2 separate regions of the Mus musculus genome follow, and region 1 is linked to region 2. Evidence: chromatin contacts called from public Hi-C data. All regions are on one chromosome and are shown on one strand. Each heading gives the region's core, a stretch centred on a gene start, on an enhancer-like site or on the middle of the called end of the contact. The rest is flanking DNA. Distances are from core to core; before and after follow the strand shown. Region 1 holds the start of Marchf4 (membrane associated ring-CH-type finger 4). Region 2 overlaps Marchf4 (membrane associated ring-CH-type finger 4).

Region 1 (4,583 bases), core at 1,430-3,929, 47 kb before region 2:
TGTGTTTCTGACATGAGACTCTCGAGGATTCAGCTCTAACCAATTCATTTGTGTGTTCCCGTATCTCCCAACACCATTCCTTACCTATGATTGGTGTTCAGTAAATGTTTTCTGAGTGTTTAAATGGAGACCCATTGATTTAACATTTTCTTTATGGTTGTTTTTCCTCTTGAGGCTCATGATTCAACACTAACATAGTGGGAGCCTAATTCAGTAAGATGTTCTGCAGGATTCGTATTACATTCTAAACAGAATCCACAAAATTCTGTCTTTCTATAGACAATCCAATTGTCCTTCCATTATTAGTAGCTTTCTAGTTACGGAAATCTTTCACTTGCACCAGCAGGGTGGGACAAGACAGTCTTCTTTTGGCCATCACCCATCTCTACAGTTCTGAATGCAGGCTCCAGATGTGGCCTTTCTATTTCCTGTTCCAGTTCACCGCACAACACAGCAGAAATTAGTATTTCATAGTTATAAAACCTTAAAACTCAAATTAAATGGGACATGTACTCAGTCATGTTTACATTGAAGGGGAGAAATATGCAGTTTCATTGAAAAAAGGCCGTTGATCCCTTAGGTCTTTTCCCTGATCACCTGCTGGTCTTTGAGTGCTGCACAGTATGTTCCTGCTGAAAATACAAATACTGGTCCGTGCAAGGACGTCTGAGTTATACAGAGGGACTCAAGCACGTGATGAGGTCAGTTTTATATCACCAGAGGCAGAGATGCAGGGTAGTGCAGAACACAGGTGCTTTCTAATAAAGTTTATTCTGCAGCAGTGTTCACGCAAGTATCAATAATATAAGCATTGTTTTATTGTTATTAAAACATTGGCATTGTTTTTATTGTATTTATTATATGTGTGTATGTGGGGGAGCATTGTGCGTCATGCTATACACATGGAAGTCAGAGAAAAAGTCGCAGCAGGAAGTTTTCTCCATCCACCAGGAACCCCTAGGATCAAGTTCTGGCCAGGCGTGGGGTCGAGCACTTTCACCTCTGAGCCATCTTAGTGGCCTAGCAAGCATCATTTTCTTTTTCTTTCTTTTTATTTTATCATTTTTTTCTGGAATCATTTTCCTTTTCTTTCTTTTTCTTCCTTCTCTTTCTTTCTTTCTTTCTTTCTTTCTTTCTTTCTTTCTTTCTTTCTTTTTTTCTAGCATCATTTTCAAATACTGACTTTGAGCAGGCTCTCAGCCTCCATGTCAGGTGCTGGGACATGATTCAGCCAAGCAGCCATGCTTGGTTGGCCAAGACCTAGAGATCATCCGCTCCCTCGGGCTCAGGGCGATGAATATCCATGGAGACACCAACAAAAGGGCAGCTTCCTTATGACTCACTGAGCGAGCTTTCATGCCAGTGATATTTTGGTGTGGTGATTTTACATTCTACTCTGTCTACAGCATCAGAATTTCTAAGTGCATTAGCATAATTAGCCCAGCTCTGTAGATGACTCATTGCAGTGTGTTTTCTAAGTCTGTGACCCTAACAGTAGTGGCAGGGGTGGGGCGGAGTGGGATTCTAAATTACAAATGGCCCAAGTCTGCAGTTGTAAACAGCAAGTATTGATACAGCTTGTTTTGGGCTTCCTTCTCTCTGGGTCTCTGCATTTAGGAATACTCTTCTGTTCATTGGAAATGCCTTGACAAGGATGGGTAGAGTGGTACAAATAAGAAGAAAGGGCAGAGGAAATTAAAGTCAACTTCCAATCTCTCCTCGCTGGTGGCTCTGTGGAAAATTCGGATGGGGGAAGGCTAGGGATTTTAGTTAGCATGAGGGTATATTATTGCCCTGGATTCTTATGAGTCACAGCCGAAAGAACGTAACAGCTTGAAGTAAAGATGACACTGGTAATGGTGGCTATATAACAAATATGTATTTTACCTCAAGCCTAGGAATATTAGGTTGACTTAGGCATATGAGAATAAAAATGAATCCAACACATAATGCAGGGTCAGGGAGAGAAGGGAGAGAGGAGAAGGAAGAGGAAGAGAAGGAAGAGGAGGAGGGGGAGGTCGAGGGGGAGGGGAGGGGGAGGGGGAGGAGAGAGGAGAGAAGATGAAAGAGGACATTTCCTTTCTTGTTGCAGTTTAAATTCTAGAAGGCAAAAATGCTTCAAGGTTTAAGAAGCACTTTTCTCGTGAGTTCTAAAGTCATGAGAGATTTAATCTCCACCAGGGGCCAGCTTCAATATGGAAGTCACAAAACTTTATCCTTTCTAAAGCTACCAAGTGACATCTACTTTAAGTGCGTGTAAAGAAGAGCATCATAGATTTTGGTTAAAAGGAAACTGTATTGGGTGTATACGTGCTGAGGGAAGCGGTGAGAGGGACGAACGGTGGACAGGGAGCTTACGAATGGTGCTGTCCACCCGAATTCTTTCTATCTGGGAAAAGACATTGGAGTGAATACACGCATCACTCCACCACCCAAGTTCCCATTCTGCCTCCTTTACTCTTCACTGCCTCCTCCCTCCTCTCCTAAATCCCTCCTTCTCTTCGTACCTCCCTTTCCCCTGGTTCCTCCCTATCTTCTTCCTCTTCCTTCAAACAGTTCTCTCTCCTCCTGTGGCTCCCTCTCTCCTAGTCTCTCGCTCTTTCCCTCCTCCATCCCTCAGCGGCGTCTGCGTCAGGCCCCCACTGGCATGACGCGCGGGGTCTGGGTGGGAGCTGTCCACTCACCCAGGTGCTGAACGCAGCAGCGGCTTCACGGCCGCTCGGGTGGGAGTAGCTGGGTGCCTTCTCCGCTCTAAGAAGGTTGTTTCCAGTCCTCGGACCGCCAGCCTACCGCCCGGCACCTCCCTTCCAGCACCACCCCTTTGGGAACTGAGCCAGGGGGGCAGCAGTCGCGGCGGCGGGTGCTGAGCAACCGCGGAAGACAACACCTGGCAGCAGGCTAGAATCTGATTTGTTTCCTTTTCGGCTTTTCTAAGAGATATATTTATATACGGTTCTGGGGAGTCTCCAGGACCAAGCTGGAGCCAAGTGCCGTCTGTCTGACCATCTCGACCACACCGTCTCTATTCCTCCTCCCCACCTTCAGCTTACACCGCAAACAAGCCTTACCTCGGTGCATCTGGGAGAGGTAGCAACAGCAAGCGAGCCTAGCCAGCCAGAGGCAGCCGGAGGAAGGAGGGGCGGCGTGGGGGTGGGAGCAAAGAGCGGGCCGAGGCCGCCCAAGGTGGGGGGAGCGGGGGCAGAGCTGTCGACAGGACCTGACAGCCGCCCTCCTCCACCCCCACCCACCAGAAGCACTCTTTCCTGATTATCCGAGAACTGAATTGTTCCATTAGTATTATTTTATTTTTTATTCTCCCCATCACTTCCCCACCGCCCCTACCCCCACGCCTGCCTCGTCTGTGGTTGCATGGCAGCACTGCCCGGGTGCGGGGGCTCAGGGCCAGCCCCTCGGGAAGGAAGAGGAGGAGGATCATGAAGCCTGGAGTCGCGACCGCGCTGGACCGCGGGCAGCAGCCAGAGGACCAGCTGGAGCAGCCCCCGCCTGGGAGACACCAGGACGCAGACCAGCAGTCGCTTCTGCCGCCACAGCAGCAGCGCCGGGCGCGTGCAGACCCAGAGCAGGAGGAGGAGGGCGACAGCGACCCAGAAGAGGACGAGGAGGAGAAAGCGAAGCCACTCTCCAGCCCGGACCTGCCCATTTTCCAGCTCTCGAACCTCGCCCGAAGGGACCTTTGATGGAACCAAGGGGAGGGGCCTCCGACTTACAGACTGCAGCTGGAGTGGGCTGGGGGCTGAGATCATGTAACTATTCCCCTTTACTCTCCCCTCCCACAAGCCCCTCTTCGCTACCTCCTTTCTCAGATCCTTCTGTCACCTTCTCAACCCCAAACACACACCCTTCCTCTATTCAGGACCTTAAGCTCTGGAAGGCAGCAGCCCTCCGAGGGTTAAGGATCTCTTTTTCCTCCATCCTTTCCCGGTCCACCGCCCTATATCCCACCTCTTCTGTGTAGCCTTTTGGCTGCATAGGCGAAGCACAAGGCGAAGCTCTTTGCCCAATTTCACCCACAACCAGCCCCCCTAATTCCTCTCTTAAAAGCAACTCTGGTGCTGCTGGAGGTCAATTGTCCTGGTTTTCTGCCCAAGAGAATTAGGACGTCTTCTACCCCCACCCAATCTTGCCTTTCCCCAACCACTTCATACTACCTGAGACAGTCTGTCTTTCTCTCTCTCTCATGTGCAATTCTCAATTCTTTACTGAGCTGAGTTCCCTAAGCTGCTCCAAATTTGATTTATATCCACCGTTTTTATATAAAAGAGATTTACCACAGCCTAGAGAATTGAGAAGAACCTAGCAACCCTTTCTTTGGGAACTTTTAACTATTAGACATTGGTCATGCATCCCAGCCCCGATGCTTCTGTTGCCCTACTCCCAGCAGTGTTCAGGGGTCAAAGACAGAAAGGAGACAGCAGCCAGAACTAAGTCTGAGGTTGGGGCGGGGCTGCTAGAGCAAGAAAAACTTTTTTTACTTTGCATTTCCTTAGTAGCGTTCAGAATCATTGACTCACAGTTGTCAGTCCAAGAGGGTAATTTATTTGCTGCTTGGAGGGGTTATAAGA
Region 2 (4,564 bases), core at 1,806-4,305:
TGTTGGAGGGAGATAAGATTATAACCATAGATTGAACATATATTATAACATAATCCAGCATTTGGAAAACAAAAGAAAGTATCATAATTCAGACAACAGAAAACATAAGGGCTTTATGAAAATAGCCATGGCTTTAGTCAAACTTATATCACTAATCTAAATTACACCTTACTTTTTTGAGAAAGGGTCTTACTGTGTATCCCAGGCTAGCCTCAAACTTGTGATTCTTCTGCCTCCCAAGTGCTAAGATTATAGGGGTACATCACCATGTCAGCTATATCTGAATTTTTTTCTATATATGAACATGTTTAATGTCAAAGTATAAGTAAAAATGAAGAAGGAGTCAGGGAATAAGTTCTGGGGAAGGGTAGTCTGTGCCGTTCACTGAGCAGACCACCAGACATACTGCTTATACTATTGGATCCTCATGATGTCTTTCAAGGTAGGCAGAATCATTACACTCATCCGTCAGGTGTCGAAACTGGAATCCCAGTGGTAGAATATATAGCGGCTTCCACAGTTGAGAGAGTCACACCGTACGGTCCAGATGGAGTGGTTCACACACTCAGGGACTCTCTCCATCTGCTCTGTGAGCTAATCATTTGAATGGTTAGGAAAACTGAGAAAATTTATCACTGTAAGCTCGAAGACGGAAGGATGAAGCAGACATGGCTTACTGTGGTATCTGCTGGGACATCTACTGAAGAACACACTTGCTAATTCCGTATTAGAAGCATTCATTCACAAATCCCAGCCGCTGGAGGAGTCACCCCACTGCTGTTAACAGCAGGATGATCAGACTGTACAAGGCGGGGGGGGGGGGGGGGGCTCTTTGTAGCAAGTAGTTCTGTTTATGGTAGGGCATTTCATGACAAGATGTTTCCATCCTCACAAAACATACCCTGACTCACACAACTAGGCCCTTGAATCTTCAGATTAGTTGTAAGACTCCTCATGAATGTTGAAACCCCTCTCCCAGAAAAAAAAAAAAAAAATGGACATGTTCTGAGAATATATGTGCCAAAAACATTTGTTTAAGTCAGGATTTCTATTGCTGTGACAAAACATCATGACCAAAAAGCAAGTTGGGGAGAAAAGGGTTTATTTGGCTTACACTTCTATATTGCTGTTCATCATTGAAAGAAGTTAGGACAGGAGCTCAAATAGGCAGGAACCTGGAGGCAGGAGCTGATGCAGAAACCATGGAGGGATGCTGCTTACTGGCTTGCTTGCCTGACTTGCTCAGTCTGCTCTCTTATAGAACCCAGCACTGCCAGCCCAGGGATGGAGCCACCCACTTTGGCCTTGATCACTAATTGGCAAGATGCTTTACAGCTGGATTCATGGAAGCATTTTCTCAACTGAGGCTCCTTTCTCCTTGGTGCCTCTAGCTTGTGTCAAGGTGACTCACAATTGCCTATAGCTTCATTTCCAGGGAATCTGATACCCCTCTGGTCTCTAGGGGCACTCGTATACATGTGGTACATATAAAATCACACAGGCATGCACACAAAAATAAAATGAATAAATCCTTTTTAAAAGTAAGGTAGAAAATTAAGAAAAGAAGATATTAGATATCAACTTCTGGTCTCTACACACACATATTTATGAGCATGTGCCCAATACACAAACATATAAATCGCATGCAGAAATACACACACACACATACACACAGAGAGAGAGAGAGAGAGAGAGAGAGAGAAAATAACACTGTTAAACATTTAATCTTCTGTAAGGTAGTTGGCCAGCTAAAATATCAATATCATCAGAGGGCACATCTTCTAAAAGAATACAAATTGGAGACTGTGGCTTAAAGAATGGAGAATGTGATTCATCTTAAGTGCGGTTTATCCTACTCATGCTGGAGTTTGATCTTTGTTGTGAGGCTTAATCTGATGTGTAGAGACGGGAGCCTTGGGAAATGCATTCAGTTTGGATTAGGCAAATTGGACAGAACGCCTGAGATTGAATCCTAGTGACTTTAAATCAGGGGTAAGGGGGGCTTCCTGTCACTTCAAGATTCCCTGTGTCACCTTGGGACTCTGCCAGAAAGGAGGCCATCAGCAAATATGGCTCCTCCAACTTTCGCCTCCAGAATTCTGAACCCAAACGAATCTCTCTTCTTTACAAACGACCTGCTCCTCAGATATTTCAGCACAGCAATGAGAAAGCTGAGGGCTACAGGGAGACACCCACAGCAGGCTTGTACTGCTTGGACCCGGAAGCCCTTCCTAGCTGCCCCGTGCTTCAGAAGTTCTCTGTCCCTTCTCTGTCCCTCCAGGCAACCCATCTCTGACCCTCTACTTAGGTTCCTCTGATATGTCCAGGAATTGGGTTCTTAAACACGCCCATTCTCAGCCTTTAGGGTGGGTTTCTGAGAGCAGGGCACCCAGACCACTTGCCTTCAGGCCACACTGCGCTTTTCATGTAAATGCACTTTTTGTGCAATGTCCCAGATCTGCAGCATGGGAGTTCCTGGGGTGGGGCAAGGCATGCTGAGCCTTGGAGAATTTCTGCCTCAAGCACCATCCTTAGCTTTGTGTATTGATTTGGAGGCATGTCTCCTCCCTTATTCTCTTTTCCTCCCCAACTAAGACTCTTGGCCCAGGAGAGTGGCCACCTTCCCTTCAAAGATGTTTCCTTTTATAACCACAAACACTGTTCCTAGAAAGCCAGCTGGCACTCTCGGCTGAGAATTCTCTTGTTCTTCTCCCCCCCCCCCCCCAAGTTTTGTGATCTTGTGTTCTCGTTCCCTTTTCCTCTCCTTCTCCCTCCTCCTCCCCCTCCCCCCTCTCTCCCTTCCCTTGCCCCCTCCCTGGGTGTAGGATGGGTGGAAGGTGGGGCTTCTGTCATTATAAGAAATTGGGCAGGCTAGCACCCACCACAGGAAGCACAATTAAGAATGATCACAGTAGGAAGGCTGCTCTCCAGGAAGCACGGAGAGCTGTCAGGACAAGTGACCTTTCTAATCACGCCTGACATTTCGCAGCCTTGAAGGCGGAAGAGCTGCCCTTATTCTGGAGGCGAGATGTCGCTCTTTGTCACCCCAGACACCTGCATCTGAGGCTGTGGTGACTTGGCCCCCAGCCACTCAGTGAAGCAGAGCGTGCAGAGGGCTTTGTTTCTCTAGGGAAAGAGAACACACTGAGCCCAAAGCTTAGGTGTTTGGCAACTGAGTCTAAACCGGGGACAGAGAGGTATAGGAGAAGCATATCCCCTCCTCTGAGGATTAGCCTGCTCCCAAGGGCTCATGTGGCCAGGCTGATCAAACAGGGCCCATGGGGAGGATACCAAAGAGGATTACCTTCCAGTCCTTCCTGCCCCAGAGTACTGGCTGCCCTGACTCACATTTTATCCATCTCCTTATGAAAACGACTTTAACTTATTTTCTTAGTATTAAAAAAGAAAAGCTTATTCCAGAAAAGGCCACACAACATATATAGACTATAAAGAAGAAAACTGAAAGTACATTTAATCTTATCAACCAGATAAACACTCTTAATATTTTGAGGACAGCTGACCAGAGTGGTGACTTGAATCCAAAATTGCAGGAGTGGAGAGACCCAGGGAGGTCTCAGGTTCGAGGCCAGCCTGCAGGACAAAGTGTCAAAAAGCAAGCAAGAAGCAAAACAATGTTTTGAGGGCATACAATCTCTTTTTAAAGATTTTTTAAAAATATACATGAACGTTTTGGCTGCAGGTAGATAAGCACCGTGTGTGCGCAGATGCCTGGTGCCCACAGAAGTCAGAAGAGGGCATGAGATTCCCTGGAACTGGAGTTAGAGATGCTTGTGACCTGCTCCACAAACAAACCCAGGTCCTCTGCAAGAGCAGCCAGTGGTCTTAACTGCTGGTCCATCTCTCCAGCCCCGTATACACAATATTTTAAAACAAAATTGAACACTATCATAAATGCTATTTTGTAAGATACTTTTAAAAAAAAAAAAACTTAACATCCTGCATCCTGAGCACGTCGACTAAATGTAAGTTGAACAAAGTCATTCTTAGTGATTCCCCTGTGATCCATTCTGGGAAAAGGACTTCTGGTTGTTGTAAGTTCCCCCGCAGGACACACCATTCCTGCAGGTACTGCAATGCCAGGTTAACATAGACAGTGACCACAGCAGGCTCCTAGGCTATTTTGGTGTTCCTACCAATCCAGCCAGTATGTTGTCTTCAGATACAGTGTGCATCAGCTATTCAGTGGATAGCATATAAAGTACTTGGTCTCAGCCAAAAGGCTGAGAAGCGCTGGCTCTGAGTTTTAGGCATGGTGGAATATTCTAGAGCAAATGTCCTCACAGTTGAATATTCCGAGGGAACTGAGGGAACTTTCTTATGATATATTCCCTAAACATGGACTTACCGAGTTGAAGGATACGAGTACGTGCTGGTGCTCGCCCCACCAGCATGGGAGGATCTCTTGACTCCACCTGCCTTGAGACTGAGGATTGTCTTTAAATCTTTACCATTCCCAGGAGTGAAAATGGTAACTCCCAATGGTCTGAGTGGGTCTTCCTCCCTCCCTCCCTCCCTCCCTCCCTCCCTCCCTCCCTCCCTCCCT

The links. A called contact is a pair of places that touch in the nucleus more often than the background predicts.
Region 1: a Hi-C map of the N1E-115 cell line shows a contact between it and region 2, with 3 times the contacts expected there. The contact joins the promoter of Marchf4 here to the enhancer-like site in region 2. A contact is called at or near these places in 1 of 39 promoter capture datasets (hippocampal neurons), 1 of 15 datasets of contacts at CTCF or cohesin (the NIH/3T3 cell line), 5 of 484 Hi-C or Micro-C datasets (the N1E-115 cell line, embryonic stem cells, forebrain and 2 more), 5 of 115 datasets of contacts at active chromatin or transcription factors (embryonic forebrain, embryonic stem cells, forebrain and 1 more) and 3 of 9 other capture datasets (adipose tissue, liver and pancreatic islet).

Annotation. Positions count from the first base shown.
Region 1 is chr1:72,535,255-72,539,837 of GRCm38.p6, reverse strand. Marchf4 (membrane associated ring-CH-type finger 4) reads left to right here and starts at 2,679. Exons shown (of 4, transcript NM_001045533.2): 1 at 2,679-4,583. It also overlaps a transcript of Smarcal1 not described here.
Region 2 is chr1:72,488,867-72,493,430 of GRCm38.p6, reverse strand. The region is part of intron 1 of Marchf4 (membrane associated ring-CH-type finger 4); the gene reads left to right. Among named protein-coding and RNA genes, the nearest start is that of Marchf4, 46 kb to the left of the region's middle. Within about 2 kb of position 3,055, at least 36 of the 459 cell types and tissues checked have an H3K27ac peak or open chromatin away from gene starts, as enhancers often do. A contact at or near this core is called in the N1E-115 cell line and embryonic stem cells, where this site is marked.